Regions from separate parts of the Mus musculus genome. Here region 1 is linked to region 2. Evidence: chromatin contacts called from public HiChIP or PLAC-seq data. All regions are on one chromosome and are shown on one strand. The core of a region is the stretch at or near the end of the contact, and the rest is flanking DNA. Distances in the headings are between cores, read along the strand shown. Region 1 overlaps Kdm4c (lysine (K)-specific demethylase 4C). Region 2 has its middle 72 kb from the start of Gm24170.

What was found. HiChIP or PLAC-seq counts read pairs in DNA pulled down with a chosen protein or histone mark.
Region 1: a contact with region 2 is called in an H3K27ac HiChIP or PLAC-seq map of embryonic stem cells, with 2.7 times the contacts expected there. The contact joins two enhancer-like sites. A contact is called at or near these places in 1 of 39 promoter capture datasets (cranial neural crest) and 1 of 115 datasets of contacts at active chromatin or transcription factors (embryonic stem cells).

Annotation. Positions count from the first base shown.
Region 1 is chr4:74,256,631-74,259,788 of GRCm38.p6, reverse strand. All of the region lies in intron 1 of Kdm4c (lysine (K)-specific demethylase 4C), which reads right to left. Among named protein-coding and RNA genes, the nearest start is that of Kdm4c, 6.3 kb to the right of the region's middle. Within about 2 kb of position 1,703, at least 36 of the 459 cell types and tissues checked have an H3K27ac peak or open chromatin away from gene starts, as enhancers often do. A contact at or near this core is called in embryonic stem cells, where this site is marked.
Region 2 is chr4:73,516,127-73,519,262 of GRCm38.p6, reverse strand. No RefSeq gene overlaps it. Among named protein-coding and RNA genes, the nearest start is that of Gm24170, 72 kb to the left of the region's middle. Within about 2 kb of position 1,547, at least 9 of the 459 cell types and tissues checked have an H3K27ac peak or open chromatin away from gene starts, as enhancers often do. A contact at or near this core is called in embryonic stem cells, where this site is marked.

The DNA of each region.
Region 1 (3,158 bases), core at 454-2,953, 740 kb before region 2:
CTATGCTATGCTATATGCTAGGCTACAGAAGGGTCTCTGATGACATTCTTAGCATTTGGTTGGTGGAAGCTGGTGGTCTACCATGTTAATAGAGTCCAAGAAGAAATGACCTACTACTCACAAGACTGCCAGGAAAAAAGAAAGGCTACTGCGTGCAGAAGAGGAAAACCAGCCCAAGATAAGGTAAAACTACCTCCTGGGCCTGCAACATTCCAACCTCTCCACAGTATTGAAATTCTAATCAGTCAGGCAAGCTCTGGAGACAAAGCTGCTTTTCAAGAGTTCTGATTTACAATAGTAACTACTAAAAAATGCAGGGCCAACTGAGGGGGTTCCGGTTTCAAAGCAGGCAATCGAAGGTGGTTCAGAGAAATAAAATCCAGGAGAAGCCTAAAGGAAGAGATATCTCTTAGGTTCAGTTCTGCTCTATTCTTCAAGAGATCTCCAAGAAGGCAGATATGGCTGAAAACAAGACAGAGAAGGTTGAGAGAGAGAGAGTAGAAAAAAGAAGTTTGGCGTTTATCTGAGTATGCCAGCAAGTAATTTTGGACCTTTACCCCTTAACATATCCAGTTCCTGAACTCAGTCATTTTCGTCACACCATTCAAAGAACTAAGCTCCCTAAGTATACCTCTTCTGAGGAAACTGAAGCAAAAAAGGAATCTTGCTCATATTTTCATTTCTTGTTGCTGTGAAGAAAGAGAGTAAGGAAGACAAGGAGGGGAGAAGGAGGAAGGGGGGATGAAAAGGGGGAAACACCAAGGAAGAGATTTATCCAAAGAAAATTTAGCCAGACAAAACAGAAGTGAATGTATATAGTGTGCAGTGAGATCCAATTAGTATTTGGTATGTTCTGAAGAAAATTTCACAACAGAAATGAAAAAGGAAGAAAAGTCAAGATTTCTAAACTGAGGCTGGAGATGTGTAGCTCAATTGTACATGCTTGCTTTGCATGCACTAGGATGGAGTTCAAACACAAGAGTGGGGGTGGGGGCAAGGGGAAGGAGGGGGTAGCCCCAAATCCTCACACTTGAGAAGCTGAGGCAGGAAGCACAGCTGGAGATGTAGACCAAAACCACGCCTGAAAATAAGGAAAAGGGAGGGGTCCAAGTGTGGTGGGGCACTCAGGAGACTGAGGCAGGAAAGTCACAAATGCTAGATCAACCTGAGCTATGTAGAATTCAGAACCAGTATGGATAATAGGACCCTGTCTTTGAAAAAAATAGAGACAAAGAGCCCAGCCTGCAAGTGCAGCTACCCTGGACACTTGGTCAAGGAGGATCACTGTACTTAAAGGCTGGGCTACATTATGAGTTCAGTAGCCTGGTAACAGTAAGATAAGACCGATCCTAAATTGCTTGCTTCCATGTTGGAACATAGAATTTGAGGTCACATAAGTCTGTGTTCCCAGGCCATGGTTACTCAAAATGGCTGGAGAATCTCTTATTCCCTTCTAAGATGAAAGCTGCAGTTTTAGCATTGCCTTCCTCCCATATCTAGCAAGTACTTAGCACGTTGTACATGTTACTGTTTTCTTTAAATGTATGTAGATGCAAAAACAAGCAGAGCAACTAATGGGTCACTATTCAAAAACTTAATAAACAATTCACCAAAAGAAGAGGAGGAGGAGTCTGGGTTACAGGCCAGACGTGCACGAAGGCACTGGACTCCAGCTGAGCTTTCAGAAAGGTGGCTGGGGCGGTGAAACTAAATAAACAGTAAAGTACAAATCAGAAGGGAGGAAGAACAAAGGATCAGCCCCACTCTGAGAGGTAAGCGAACAGAGGAAAGGAGTGGGAAATGATGGGCTGAACAAAGCCTCACAAACACAGGGTCAACTGCAGGCTGCTACCCCAAATGAAGAGCTGCTGGAAGTGGAGCAAGGAGGCTAACCTTCTTAAAGGGATTATTCTGACTGCGTGGGTGGATTAAGCTACCACGGAATATGAAATATTTTCAGTGTATCACTTAATTCCAAGAGACAGAGAGGGAAGTGTGTAGGGAAGCTTTGGGTGTGTGTGTGGGGGGGGGGGGTGAAAAGTAAAATGAGCTGCAATATGTAAATGGAAAATGTAAAAGTAAAAACTGAGTCTGTTTCACTCTAATTAAACCTCACACCTGAAGTAAATTATGAATTCTGTCAGCTCCCTGTCAAGACTTACTGTTAATGGTATCTTGTTTCATTTACCACTAATTTTTTAAATTTGTACTTTCGGATTCACAACACTATAGTTATAAAGACAAAAATACACATTGCATGTATACATATGGCTTCTATTTCCAGAACTCTAGTTTCTATCCCCAGAACTGCAAAAATAAATAAATAAATAAATAAATAAATAAGACAAGGGGCTGGAGAGATGGCTCAGCGATTAAGAGCACGTATGGGGGAGGGAGGAGGCAGGTTAAAAAAAAAAAAAGAGCACTGCTCTTCTGAAGGTCCTGAGTTCAAATCCCAGCAACCACATGGCACATGGTGGCTCACAACCATCTGTAATGAGATCTGATGCCCTCTTCTGGGGTGTCTGAAGACAGCTACAGTGTATTTACATATAATAAATAAATAAATCTTAAAAAAAAAAAAAGATGACAGTATACTATACTTCCCAAGAAGTTCAAATGAGACTCAATAGTGAAGAAAAAGGAATGGTAGCCCACACCATTAACCCCTGAATTCTGGGGGCAGATTTAGGAACTGCAGGCCAGCCTGCTATACACAGTGAGTTCCAAGCCAGCCAGAACTGCAAAGTGAGACCCATTTTCCCCAAAAAATAAACAAACAGCTGAATCTTGAGGTAGATTGATTCCCAGCTTCAGGAGGGACCTCCACACTAAATTCTAGACTGCCCCTACCAGTTTGCACCCCCACCATAATGAAGAATCCTTTCCCCACCACAGACTGCTGTCGTTTATTTTATTGATCGTGGCTATTCTGAGTTAAGATGAAATATCAAATTCTAATTTGCATTTCCCTGATGACTAAAGATATTGAACATTTAAGCATTTCAATCTTTGTTGAGTTTTAATTCTTTGTTTGTTTGTTTTGTGAGTTTGTTTTTTTTTTTTTTTATAATTCTCAGCCTAGTTCTGCACCCCATTTTTAATTGAGTTGTTTCCTGGATCCCAGTTCTCTTTCTTCTTTGTGCATTCAAGATACT
Region 2 (3,136 bases), core at 298-2,797:
AAAGGTGTTGAAATTTTAATCACTCAGTGCCTCACAGCCCAGTAGCAATCCTTATCATAGAGCTATGGAATACAATATAATTAAGACTCTGAGTAAACATTGCCATAGCAATAAAGATAAAAAATGGACTTTTACCAAAGACTCTAAAATTACATTGGAAGAAAGACTGCATCTTCAACAAATGGTACTGGACATCCATATGTGGAAGAAGGAAACTAGTTTCTTATTTCATACTCTACACACATATCAACTTTAAATGGGTCAAAGATCAAGGCATAAAAATAGAATATCTGAAACTGCCTGCAGAGAAGGTAGGTTGTAGCCTCCCCCAGCCTTGAGCAGACTGGCTCAGACCTGCTCTGTCACTGTCAGCTAGCCCACTTAGGGTGGAGTCTTCTGACCTAGATAAGGTCTATTGTTCTGCCACATCTGGGGTTTCTTCCAAGATGCTATTACCTGATGAGAGGCTGAACCTCCCTTCCTGAGGTGATCTTGACAAAGCAATGCCTGGTGACAAAGCAACAAGAGCCTGGCATGATGGGCGATGGGCTTCTCCCTTTATAAACTCAGACTCTTAAGTAAACATTGGCCTTGTTCAGAAAACTTTGTTTTGGTTCCTTATTTCTCTCACAATCTCTCCCATACAGACCCAGGCTTCCTTTAGGGAACCCGGTTCCTGTAGCTGTGGGCGGGTACAGTAGGTAGCATATTCCAACGTGTAAGCACTTTCTAAACAAGTTTTAATTTTGCTGATGCCTGACTGATAATCCAAGTTTTGCTGTTAGTTGGAAGCCACTATCTATCTAAGAGATTACTTGCACTTCTCTTCCACACATCCTTACTCAACACAGCTGCTTCATCATTAAGTTAGCAAAAATAATCTCTGATACATATCCATCCCAGTTATCCATTTAGGATAATCAACATTTCCTTATATTCAGAGTCAACTGATTTGGTCTTGACATTTTTGCAAAAGTCCTTTCCTTTGTTATAATTGAATAAAGTTCTATTTTCTCTTAATGTAAACTATCCTGTGTGATTTAATTCCATTATCTGTTTCTGCCTAAAGTTAAGGACATGCTATGTGTGCTTGTGTTTATAAAGGGAGTACCATCATCTTTAAAGCTCAGCCTAACACTGTTAGGAAACCGAGGTTGGGAGATTGACATAGCTTTTCTCCTCCTTATAAGAAGTAGTTTTGAAAGATGAAGGTGCCTGGGTTTTAGAGCCATTCAATTAAGGTCTTATTATAATTCACATAGTCCAGCAAAGAGTTAATCTATGAATTTTGTTCTCAAACAAGATTTTTTTTTTTGATTAGATGTTTAATTGTGGTTGTAAGCTTGTGTTTAGGGTTCAGGTTTAGTGACTAGAAACATTCAGAGGTTACATTTAATTTCTACTTTAAACCTCTCCCCAGGACATAAATGAAGGAGTTGTAGAGTACATTGTTGACTACTGCTGTGCTATAGTTCACTGGCACAGGTGACTGTGTCCTTTGTGCTGGATCTTTCTGGTCTCAATTTAGGGGGAAAAGAACCCTACAGGGAGGTTAGTGCAAGAGCAGTTAACATATGCTAAAATCTAGCCAAATAACAAAGGCTTCCTCCTCTGTGGACTGAAGGCCTTTGCTTATTCCTGGCTCTTTCCTGCTACTAAGCCAAACACCTCAGAATTTATGCTTAGCTTCATAGTAAAAGAAAAATCCATGTCTCCAGGAGAGGCTTTAAGCACCTGTTGGGAAAGCTTTCAATTTTAATTAAGAAGAAATCCTGTTGTTGAAATGGAATTACCTTTGCTTTTCTTCTTATTTTGCAGAGCAGCTAGACAAACAGAACACTAAAAATACACATTTAACAACTCTATTTAGGCAACCTGTGAAGAAAGGCTGAGTGTTCAGGATGGGGCTAATTTGGCAAATCAGCTTGAAAGATTTCTTAAGGGCATAAGGAAGTTCCTTTAAACACTGTGTGTGCACAAAAGCTCCTTAACGGTCCTTGGAAATATGTCAGTTGTGCCATGAGGAAGGCAGACTTAGACTGCAAGCTAGGGAGAAACCAATACTGCCTTCATTATCTAAGCCACAGAAAAAAGGGAGAAGCTGAGTGAATGATCACAATGGCATTCTTTCTTATTACTTCCTGACAGGGTTTTGTCTCTTTGCTCAGACCCACTCTGCCCCACTTTCTCCAGCTATTGCCTCTCATTATTCTTTATGGTAACTGAAGCAGGGCTCCAAAGCCCTCAGAGGCATGTATCTTCTTTGCACATGAGTGATGCTTCAGTGATAAACTTGAGCTTAAAGTTACTGAGGTGGAACCGAAGGCTCATGTGACAGCTAGCAGTTTTCAGCATCTCTTTAGGGCTTCAGGGATGCAGCATGTGGTAGATTGTTAATGTCCTGTGAGAAAAAACAGTAACACATTCCATTAATTCATTCATGTGTGAAACATCAATTAGTGTACTGGAGGTATTAATGATGTTATGCTTTAAACTGACATGTGCAGCATGACAGAAATTCAAAGACTCGATAGCAATAGATGATGTGAGGGACAAATATTTGAAAAGCTCCATTTGTCCACTGGTGAGATGATGGGTGTATGCAATGGAGGGAATGGAAACCTTGTGTTTAATCATAGATCTATGGCAGCAAACGATGAAAATACAGGTCCTTGATTCTGTTCCTGCTTTGAACATCAGGAAGGACAAGGGGATTAGGCAAGAGTAGAGGAAAACCACAGGTCTTGGGATAAAGGCATGACAGTGGAATAGAGCTAGCTAGCTAGGCTCTAGGCTGATGAGATTCTTTCTAATCATTTTTGCACCAGAAAATTCCATTGAACCAGGATGGAAACTGCATATTTTATCCTACACAGATAATGAGGAACATGAATTCTCCAAAACATGTGTTAATGAGTAGGAATGTAGGGATCTTCATCTACTATCTGGCGGTTCAAGGCTCTCCTGTGTGATATGGGGAGAAAAGCATAGGAGCCAGATTTGAAATTGACCTCTACTAACAGGAATTAGTAATTACGTACAGTATGACAACTACTAAAACATGCACATATAAAGTAGTACATTTTTATGAAAACATTTCTCCCCCTCCCTAAATCTGAATTTTTTGCAGATCTTA